Regions from separate parts of the Mus musculus genome. Here all the other regions are linked to region 1. The links are chromatin contacts, called in public Hi-C and HiChIP or PLAC-seq maps. All regions are on one chromosome and are shown on one strand. Each heading gives the region's core, a stretch centred on a gene start, on an enhancer-like site or on the middle of the called end of the contact. The rest is flanking DNA. Distances are from core to core; before and after follow the strand shown.

Evidence for each region. A called contact is a pair of places that touch in the nucleus more often than the background predicts. HiChIP or PLAC-seq counts read pairs in DNA pulled down with a chosen protein or histone mark.
Region 2: a contact with region 1 is called in a Hi-C map of double positive thymocytes, with 1.9 times the contacts expected there. The contact joins two enhancer-like sites. A contact is called at or near these places in 5 of 484 Hi-C or Micro-C datasets (bone marrow-derived dendritic cells, double positive thymocytes, liver and 2 more) and 1 of 115 datasets of contacts at active chromatin or transcription factors (double positive thymocytes).
Region 3: an H3K27ac HiChIP or PLAC-seq map of double positive thymocytes shows a contact between it and region 1, with 5 read pairs. The contact joins the promoter of Myl10 here to the enhancer-like site in region 1. A contact is called at or near these places in 4 of 39 promoter capture datasets (the 3T3-L1 cell line, embryonic stem cells, frontonasal cranial neural crest and 1 more), 2 of 15 datasets of contacts at CTCF or cohesin (large pre-B cells and pro-B cells), 2 of 484 Hi-C or Micro-C datasets (hematopoietic stem and progenitor cells and nephron progenitors), 2 of 115 datasets of contacts at active chromatin or transcription factors (double positive thymocytes and memory CD8 T cells) and 2 of 9 other capture datasets (embryonic stem cells and macrophages).

Annotation. Positions count from the first base shown.
Region 1 is chr5:136,448,292-136,451,609 of GRCm38.p6, forward strand. All of the region lies in intron 2 of Cux1 (cut-like homeobox 1), which reads right to left. Among named protein-coding and RNA genes, the nearest start is that of Gm16599, 57 kb to the left of the region's middle. Within about 2 kb of position 1,625, at least 34 of the 459 cell types and tissues checked have an H3K27ac peak or open chromatin away from gene starts, as enhancers often do. A contact at or near this core is called in double positive thymocytes and memory CD8 T cells, where this site is marked.
Region 2 is chr5:136,662,555-136,666,128 of GRCm38.p6, forward strand. All of the region lies in intron 2 of Gm38722 (a long non-coding RNA gene), which reads left to right. Among named protein-coding and RNA genes, the nearest start is that of Myl10, 29 kb to the right of the region's middle. Within about 2 kb of position 2,172, at least 23 of the 459 cell types and tissues checked have an H3K27ac peak or open chromatin away from gene starts, as enhancers often do. A contact at or near this core is called in double positive thymocytes, where this site is marked.
Region 3 is chr5:136,692,327-136,695,822 of GRCm38.p6, forward strand. It overlaps Myl10 (myosin, light chain 10, regulatory), which reads left to right and starts at 1,350. Exons shown (of 6, transcript NM_001303021.1): 1 at 1,350-1,398; 2 at 1,909-1,984; 3 at 3,029-3,133. The coding sequence starts at 1,921.

The DNA of each region.
Region 1 (3,318 bases), core at 375-2,874:
CTCTTGGACTGGACAGATGGCTCAGTAAGTAACCTGTTTGACAAACAAGTATGAAGACCTGAGCTTAATTCCCAAAATTCACATAAATCCACCAAGCTTGATAGTGGTCACTTGTAAACCTAATACTGGGAAAGCAGAAACAGGAGGATCTCTGGGGCTTGCTGCTTAGCCAGCCTAGCTTATTTGGTGAACTAAGGATTCAGTGAGAGACCAAATAGCACCTGGTTTGTGGTACACTGCCTGTTTGTCATTGGCTTGGATATACTGGTACATAAAGCACACCCAGAGACCAGGGATATAGTTCAACTGTAGAGCACCTGCTTAGCATGTACAAAGCCCTAGGCCAAAAGTCTGAAATCTCAAAGTGGACAGGTTCTGATGAAGTCATATTACTCTTATGAGGTCCCAACAGATGTACTTCAGGCCACATTAGTATGCATTAGAATCATATCCTGTTCCTAAATGACAGTTCACAAAGCCTATGTCATGACCATGGATGGATCAGAAATGACCTTCTTCATGAACTTTGTTAGCAGAGCAGACTCACTGATGCTCCTGTAGAGACCTGGCAAGAACTGTGGCTTTGTTCTTTTGGATGTTTTCTGGGTAAAACCCCCAAAGCTGGATCAGATATGATTCTTTACCTCCAGACCTGCCATTTCTGAGGACGTCCAGGACAGAAAGCATGCCAATGGCTGCTTCTGCTGGGGCAGTCTCATCTTTGTTAGCTACTATCAAGTTAGGAAGGGCTCAGAGGCAGAGAAGCTGAGGACTCTATAGAAGTGTCACCCATAAAACCTTACTTATGCATGCAATCATTTATGTAGACATATTCACATATGTTCTTGCAAATACATGCAGACCCCTGCAATATGAGTATTAGGGATTGAACCTAGGGCTTTGTACATGCTAAGTGGGTGCTCTACAGGTGAACTATATCCCTGGTTCCTGGGTGTACTTTATGCACCAATATATCCAAGCCAATGACAAACAGCAGCGCAGCATGGGCCAGGTGTTATTCTGAATACTCTATTTAATCTAATACAGTTCATCCACAAGGCTACCCCAGTGTGGCCAGCTGATAATGCCTGAGGCACAGAGAGTTAAGAGGTTTGTCCCAGGTCATACAGTAAGTGGGGCCTGGGCAGTCTTGGCCCTTTGATGTGTGACTCTCAGCTATGACTATGTGGTACCTACCAGGTATGCGGACACTAGAGAATGGAAAAATGTGAACTAGAAACCCAGGAGAGGGATCCCTACAGTTAACTGCTAATTAGACCCTTCTCCTGACAAACACTTTCTATACCTTGCACTCTGAGTTATCTGTGAAAAGATTTATCCAAGCTAATTTGCTGTTTACTGTGATTTTAATAAAACAAAACCCGACAGGGGTCCATGCTCTGTCATTTCTCCATAATGACCCAACTACATCCCAGGCTCCACCAAATTCCTCAAGGGAAACAGCTTTGGTGGCAGGGGTATGTGGCTGGGGCTCCTCACCTCCTCAGATCTCAGTGAAGCAGAGTGGTTGGGAGGTGACATGAGCCCCTAAGACTCAAGGCCCCCTGCCCTGCTCCCCACAGAATGACTTCCTTTTAAAAAGGCTCCACCTCCCAAAGGTTCTACAACCTCTCAAAACAGCATTACCAGCTGCAGACCAAGTGTTCCAACACAGGAAGAGGGGTGGGGTAGGGGTGAGGCTGTTCCACATTCAAACAGTAACAGTTGCTGAGGTGAAGTGACTTTGGACTAAATAAGGTCCTACCAAGATAACAGGCTCCAGATGGTAGAGACTTGTCAGTAGTTATAGGTATATACTGTTACAGAGGATTCATGTTAGGTTCCAGGAAAGCCTTTTTTTTTTTTTTTTTAAAAAAAAAAAGATAATAGTTCCTGCTGATTGAGTAAAAAGTAATTGGCTGGTATTTTCAAATGGAGAAAAGGGCTGGGGTGGGAGAGGGTGGTGGCTAACTCAGTATCAAGACGCAGCTCAGCCCCGGTCTACAATCCTTGCCTTCTACGTTCCATAGAATGGCATTCCCTCACCACCACCACCGCAAGTGTACCAGCATTCAGTGAAATCAAGACCAAACTTGCATATCAAGCATCTAAAGAAGAAGCTGACTTAAGGTGGAGTGCTTACCTAGCACAGATGAAGCCCTGGGTTCGATACCCAGCACTGACAAAACTGAGTGCAGTAGTACACACCTGCAATCCTGACACTTTGAACGTGGTGGCAGAGGAGCATCAGCAGTTAAGTCAACCCCAGATCCTGAGGGAATTTGAGACCAGTCTAGAATATTGCCTCAAAACAAAAACAAACAAGACCCTTAATAGTTTATTAATTCTTTGGAAATTTTATGTAATGTATTTTAATCTTATGCCCCACATTCCTCCCAGATCCACCTACTTCCTCTCTAATTTACGTCCTCTTTTGTTTGTTTGTTTCCCTCTCTCTCTCTCTCTGTCTCTCTGTCTCTCTCTCTCTCTCTCTCTCTCTCTCTCTCTCTCTCTCTTTCCCAATTAAAAAACCCACCAATTTGTGCTGACCCTATACTCCCAGGCATGGGGCTATCCATTTGTAGCAGTCAACCTATTAGAGGCCACACTCTTACAGAGTATTTCTCCCTCCCCCAGAAGCCATACGTTGTCCATTCTTCCTCAGGGGAGGGGACTTACAAGGCTCTCCTCCTTCCATGTTAGGATATTGATTGGCTCGATCTTGTGCTGGCAACCAAATAAGGTGTTTTGTTTTTGGAAACTCTCATATGGAGCCTTGGCTGGCCTAGAACTGTCACAAGATGAGGCAGGACTTGTACTCACAGAGATCACTTATACTCACAGAGATCCATCCAGCCTGTCACTGCTTCCTGAGTGGTGGAATTAAAGGCAAGTGCTGGGCCTTTTCTTTATAAAGTAAGAGATACCAAAAGAGCACAACAAATTCAGTGGATGGAACATTGTGGTTCTGCGTGCTAAGTGTGTATATCCTAAACACACATGTGCAGGTGAATTGCAGGAAAATATGTAAAAGCTGTCTTCCCAGTTCTTTAGACAGCCAGCTCCTTGCTGAAGGGAGGAGGATGCTCTGTTGGGAGGGCTTCTTCCTTTTCAGTTGTGTCTAGCATGTGTAATGTCTAGCATGTAGCACACATTACACATGCATATGTGAGTGCAGAGAGGCAGATGTTTGTGCTGGGTGACTCTCTACTATACTTACTAAGGCAGCCTCTCCCTGAACCCTAAACTCTCTGACTCAGCTAGTGTAGCTAACAAGCTTGCTCTAGGAATCCCTTCCCCATTTGGAGCCCACCTGAC
Region 2 (3,574 bases), core at 922-3,421, 210 kb after region 1:
TGGCACCCGAGGGCCTGGCCTCGGCGCTGGCCGGCTTCGTGGCTGGTCCGGCTGGTTTGTGAGGTGAGGAGGAGGAAGATGCTGACACTCTGGGTGAATGAATAGTGACCGGCACTGAGAAAAGAAAGGAAGCGGGAGAGGGAAGGAATGGGAGAAGGAGGGGCCTGATGCGCATCCCTGGGTGGTCTTCACAGTGGCAACATGCCTCTCTGTTTATGTCTCTACGCCCCCTCCACTCTCTGCTGCTCAGCCAGGCCAGCTCACCTTGTATGAATGAAGCTCCAAGCAGGACCCAGAGCTGCCCAGGGGCAAGAACACAGACTCCCAAGGCCAGTGCAGAGCTCACTCCTGCCTCTGTGCCTTCCTGGGGTTTCCATCTGGATCTGCCCTGTGCCCTAGGACTCTCAGCCTGAGTCCATGGACTGCAGGGACTTGGCATCGGGGAGGCTGCCTGAGCTGACCCAGCCCTGCTGACCCAGCCTGACCCAGCCCTGCTGACCTCTACACACACAGGGACATTCATTACTGCTGTCATTGTCCTGGTGACTGTATTACTGCAGTCTGTCTATTACTCAAGGCTAATATGGCAGGGTGACAGATAGTACCTAGGGGTGAGTCTTACAGAAGTAGATAACATTTGATACAAGTTAAAGGTGCCATCTGGACTATTCTAAGGAGTGTATGTGCATGTGTATACATGTGTTCATATATATATGTATTTTCTTTTCTTCCTTCCTTTCTTCCTTCCTTTCTTCCTTCCTTCCTTCCTTCCTTCCTTTCTTTCTTTCTTTCTTTCTTTCTTTCTTTCTTTCTTTCTTTCTTTCTTTCTTTCTTTTTTTTTTCGGGACAGGGTTTCTCTGTGTAGCCCTGGCTGTCCTGGAACTCACTTTGTAGACCAGGCTGGCCTCGAACTCAGAAATTTGCCTGCCTCTGCCTCCCAAGTGCTGGGATTAAAGGCGTGTGCCACCACACCTGGCCCATATATTTATTTTCTTAATTTTAGTTTTCTTTCCCTCTCCTTCCCCCCCCTTTTTTTTTCACTCAGCCTCACGTTGTGTGTTGCTTCTGCTGTGTGATGTTCTATCAGCCACTTGACCTCTCTGAGCCAGTGAGGTTCATGACATGAGATGAAACCTACTTCTCTTAGGGTATTTTCTAAGTTTTCATCACCTACCCTAAAGGCCTTTCTAATCACACCAGTGTCTGACACCTCACAGGCTTTCCCAAGATCCAGTATCGTGATTCTATCTCTGCCCCAGAGCCCGTCACTGACAACTGGCCAAGCCCACCGTGTGTCTGACTAGGGGACCTTCTGAGTCCACAGTACTTTGTGGCCCAGGACTTCCTACTGTAGAAGGTCCAGCTGGAGTCTTTACTTAGGAGTAAGTCATGAAAGCCTTCCTGGAGGAAGGAATGTTGGATGGATCCTGGACTGACAAGCAGTAAAATTAAAACTGCTCCCTTGGATGGGGCCGGCTCAGTGGTGGACCTGGGCCTCTGACCCTTTCGTTTGGGTATAGTGGAGAGTATGGGTCTTCCCATCTCTCTATGGGCTTTGAAACCATCCCCCCCAAACTGAGAGGGCAAAGATAGATGCTAGGTAGTGCTGTCCCAGGGGAACTGAAAGAGGGAAACTGAGTCACTATTGCTTACTGAACCTTTATCTCACCATAGCTCAGGCTGCCCTTAAAATCCAATTTCTACCCACTTCAGCCTCCCGAGTGCTGCTAGGATTATAGTCAGCTGCCACCATGCCTGGCTCTATCATCGCACTTTTAATTTGATTAACTCACTAAGTTTTGGTGCTGGAGTTAGGATCCAGGGCTTTGCAGGTGCTCTGCTGTTGAGCCAGGCTCCCAGCTCCTTCACTGGGTGTTTGTAGGTGCGGCTCTACCAATGAGCCCCGTCCTGACCCTGCCTCTGTTCCGTTCTAGAAACTAGGGAGGCAGAGTGGATATGAACCACTTGGGTGGGAGCAGCCATAAGCTAACCTTGTCCCCTCTCCCATTTATCTGCCTCAGGCCTTAAATGGAAGCTGAGGCTGGGACACACAGGGATTGAGAACCTGGGGCACTGTGACTTAGATGGAGGCAGGAGGTCAGCCTTGGTCTGGATGAGCTGGCCGTGCGGTCCATTCAGATTTTCGTTAGCGGAGCGCCACCTAGTGGTGTTTGTGGAAACCAGTCTAACTTCCCGTTTCTTGGTTGTTAAAAAGAGAGAACAGCAAAGGAGAGATGGGAGTCTGGATCCCTCACTGGGCTATGACTCCTGACACTTAGAGGCCAAAATAAGGAGAAAGTGGGTGGCGCAGCGGCAAGTGCTAACTAGACTTTGGCCGTAGCCCCGACCTTAGTCTTAGCCTGCTTTTGGCCCGACCTGGGTTTTTGTGTCCATGTGGTAGTTGCTCTGCTCTCAACTTCCTAGTATAGAGTATTCTTTAAGACAAACTATGGGCATCCAGGCATTGGTGCACACTTGTAATCCTAACACCCAGGAGGTAGAGGCAGGAGAATCAGAAATTCAAAGCCATTCTTGACTGCATAATGAATTCAAGGATAGCCTGGGCTATGTGAGACTAGTACAAATGAGATGAGGGGGAGAAACAAAGAGAAGGAGGAGGAGGAAGAGGGAAGAGGAGGAGGAGGAAAACAAGAAGAAATGACTCAGGGAGTGTCAGTGTGTGTGAATTTGGGTATTAGTGTGTTCGCATGTATGTTTGTGTGTCTGTTGTGTGTGAATGTATTTCCCTGCATGGGGGTGACTCTGTAAATAAATGCTAGCTTTCAAGTATGTATCTGTTTGCGTGTAAGTGTGTGAATGAATTGCTGTCTATGTGTGTGTGTGGCTATGTGTATGATTGCGTATGTGTGTGTCTCCATGTGTGTGTGTGTATATCTATGTGTCTGTCTGTCTGTGTGGCTATGTGTGAGTGTGCATCTTTGTGTGGGTATATCTGTATGTGAGTGTGTATATGTGTGGCTGTGTATGTGTGGCTGTGTATATGTATGTGTGTGTCTATATTGTGGCTATGTGTGAGTGTGTCTGTCTGTATATGAGTGTGTGTGTGTATGTGTGGACATGTGTGTCTGTCTGTCTATATGTACGTGTCTGTCTGTCTGTGTGTATCTGTATGTATGACTATGTGTATGTCTGTCTGTCTATATGTGTGTCTGTCTGCATGTGTCTGTATGTGTAGCCATGTGTGTGTTTGTCTGTCTGTATGACTGTGTGTCTCTCTGTGTACTTGTGGATCTTTGTTTATGATGTGCCTGTGGATATAAATGCCCCTCATTCTAGAAGTATGTGACTGCAGCCCCCGTGCTTGTGGGATTTGGGGAACACCTGCTTTTCACACTTGGCACCCCTTCTTGGGCTCACAGGTGCCTACCTGGATCCAAGGAAGGGCTGAAAACTTCTTTGAGGACCCCCTCTTGATGGGAGGACTTGAAGGGCTCCCCTGCTTCGTGATGTCAGTTTGGAAGTGTGAGGTGCTCTGGTGGGGACCATGAAGAGGATGCTGTGCAGCCTCCATTCAGTATGGACTTTACTTTGTTAAGATTTTAAAAAAGATTAT
Region 3 (3,496 bases), core at 100-2,599, 240 kb after region 1:
TGGCCCAGCCAGTAAAAGATGCTTGCTGCCAAGTCTAATGACCTGAATTCAATATTCAGTCTCTCTGATCCCTCACATGATGAAAGGAGACAACCAACACCTGAAATCTGTCGTCTAACTTACACACGGACACACGGACACACGGACACACACACACACTATGGGCCAGATATTAGGGATAATAGGCAGCTCAAAGAGAGATTTGGGGTGGGGAAAGAACCCACATGAGTGGACAGGGAGCTCTGAGATCCTGTCTAGAAACAAGTACTGCAGGGGCTGAGAGAGTATGCTAGGAATATTCTGGAAGCTTTTAGCAGCTGGACAACAAGACTAGGTCTCATCAGAGTGGATGGTGACTGGTGGGAGATCCGGAAGCCTCACACAAGGGCTGAGGCTAGAAAAGAGCCCATCTGACCCCACCTGCACCAGGGGCCTGGGCAGGGTGGGCCACTGAGTCATGAGTAGCTGCCCCACCCCCACCCTGCGCAGTGGACCCTCTGCAGATGTCTCTCCTGAACTGAGAAAAGCAAGTGTTGGTTACTTCTCTCTAGCTGTGGGGAAAAAATAAATACCAAAGCAAGGTAAATTTGTTCTGGCTTAGTGTTCAAGGATACAGCCCAGCTTCCGGTGGGGTTATCTGCATCCGCAGTCAGAAAGCAGAGAAGGCAGGAACTCAGCTCTCTCTCTCTTTTTTATTCAGTTCAGGACCCCAGCCCATGGGATGATGCCACCTACTCTTAGGGTGGTTCTTCCCACCTCAGTTAACTAATCTAGAAACTTGCTTGCAGCGGTGCCCAGAGGTTTGTCTCCATGGTGGCTCTAGGTCTTGTCCAGTTGACACTTGTGAAACTCTGTACAGGGCTTTCAGCCGGCTGCTATTTGTATGGGGAAGACGGGCAGAGCTCCCTGGACCACGGTGTTCAGGGACCCGTGGCTGGCACTGGTGACTTCGGACCTCTGAAAGAGACAACAGCTACAGGTTTTATCTCTTGTGCCTAGGCACCCAGAAGAGCCCGCAAGAGAGTAGAAGGCACAGCCAGCTCCAATGTCTTTTCGATGTTCGATCAGTCCCAGATTCAGGAGTTTAAAGAGGTTGGTTGGTGGCCCTGGTGACCCTGGGGACCCTGGGAGTCTATATTAGTTAGATTTCTTGTTGCTGCAACAAAGTGCCTGACAAAAGCGATTTAAGGAAGGAAGGAGTCCCTAATTCTGGCTCACAGTTCTACAGTCTGTGAGGGTTGGGGAAGGCATAGGGGCAGGAACATGAGCTGGTTACACACACACACACCGGCAGCCAGGGGCAGGAAGTCAAGAGAGGTGAAAGCCAGCGCTCAGCTCATGTCTCCGTTTCATTCAGTCAAAAACCCAGCCCGTGGGATAGTGCCGCCCTCACTTAAGGTAGGTTTTCCCACCTCACTCCAGTCTAGAAACCCCCTCACAGACGTACCCAGAGAGGTTTCCATGATGATTCTAAATCTAACCAAATGAACAATAATAAAGATGGACCATCACAGGAGGATTATTCAAGGAGCCCACCGTGACTGCTCACACTGTCATCATTCAAAGTTCTTATGGCTGCCTTTGTGGCTCTATTCTCTAGCCAAGCCTGTACTCTCTGTGTGACCCATGGAAATGCTTTTCCCTTTCTGAGTCTCAATTTCCATCTCCAAGACTCAAAGTCTCTTTTTGAGCCCCTGTTTCTGTCTGTGAGCCAAAGCTCTCAGGATAGAGGTTCAGAGAGGGTTCCCAGGATGCAGTGCGCATGAGACTAAATTGGAGACCTGGGCGCTTACAGGCTCCAGGTTGAGGTTTCTATGGCTGCAGACAGCCAAGGACACTCTGGGGAGAAGGGCAGGAACCTGTTGGTCTGGGTGGGCCCTGGCGGTTCAGAGCCAATGTCTCCATCAGGCCTTCACTATCATGGACCAGAACCGCGATGGCTTCATTGACAAGGAGGACCTGAGGGACACCTTTGCTGCACTGGGTGAGTAAAGCATCAGCTGGCAGAAGCTTGGCGCTTAGGGTAGAGCTAAGGATTGCGGTGGGAAGAGGGGCAGACCAAGGCAGCCACAGTGAGGGGCTTGAGAACTGGGAAGCCCAGGGAGGGAAAAGTTTCCAATGTGACAAGAGGACTTGGTGGCTAGGGAAAGACAGTTTAAGGTTTGTTTGTTTGTTTGTTTTGATGTTGTGCAAAGGCCCTGGGGTAGTGAGAGGTCAAAGAGGTACTGTAGCACATGCCTGTAATCCCAGCACTCTCATACCGGGGCAGGCGGATTTCTGACTCAGTGTCTGCCTATATTACATGACAAAATGCTGTCTCAAAAGTTGGGTTTGGAGAAGCAAGGGTGGTTGAACGAAGGTACCGATGTGGATTGAGTTTTGAATTTCTGGGATCCTGAGTGTCTACTGGGACCTTGCAGCATCCCAGGAATGCATGAGACCTGGGGCTCCCTATGCAGCTGCTGCCTCCTCCTCCTCCTCCTCCTCCTCCTCCTCCTCCTCCTCCTCCCCTCCCTTTCTCCTCCTCTTTCTTCTTCTTCTTCTTCTTCTTCTTCTTCTTCTTCTTCTTCTTCTTCTTCTTCTTCTTCTTCTTCTTCTTCTTCTTCTTCTTCTTTTCCTCCTCCTCCTCCTCCTCCTCCTCCTCCTCCTCTTCTTCCTCTTCCTCTCCTCCTCCTCCTCTCCTTCCCCTCCTCCTCCCCTCCCTCCCTCCTTCCCTCCCTCCCTCCCTCCCTTTTGCTTTTGCTTGTTTGTTTTTGTTTCACTTTTTAACCTGTGAGAGGGAGATCCAGAGAGTCATGCTCTGCTTTCCAGGAAGCCCGAGAGGGGGAGGGGAAGGTGGGGGAAGGGTGGACCGCTAACGGGTAGACTCTAGTGTCTTCACCAAGTCTCCCTAATGGACACACAGGGACACAGGGCCAGATGGAGACAAGTTGGCCCATAGAAGCAGGAGAGACCGCAGGACTCTCCCTGGCTTCTTACAGGCCTTGTCCCTCCAGGCCCCTCACACCCTCCCTCTCCCCCTCTCCAGGTCGCATAAATGTCAAGAACGAGGAATTGGAAGCCATGGTGAAGGAGGCTCCGGGGCCCATCAACTTCACAGTCTTCCTGACCATGTTTGGGGAGAAACTCAAGGGTGAGCGAGGTTCTCCGGGGCCTAGGGGAGCACTGGGAATAGGAAGGAGATAACTCACCTGCTTGGCCCTCATGTTTGCGTAACCGCAGATGTAGATATGCTTGGGTTCCCAGGCACTGTCCTCTGCTGCGTACACTGTCCTGGACCCTGCATGCACAGTGTGGATCACCATAAAGCCTCCCCCTTGTAATTCCACTGTCAGAATAACACCCACCCACCCCTTCTACTCCCAGTTCCCCTTCCTACCTTCCCTCCTTCTCCCTGCCAGCCCTGCCTCTCTGGTCTCTGCTGATGGTGAGGGCGAGGCAGAGGGGTGCTAAAAGGGAATGGGGTTTCTGAGATCAACTGTGGCTGATCCCATTG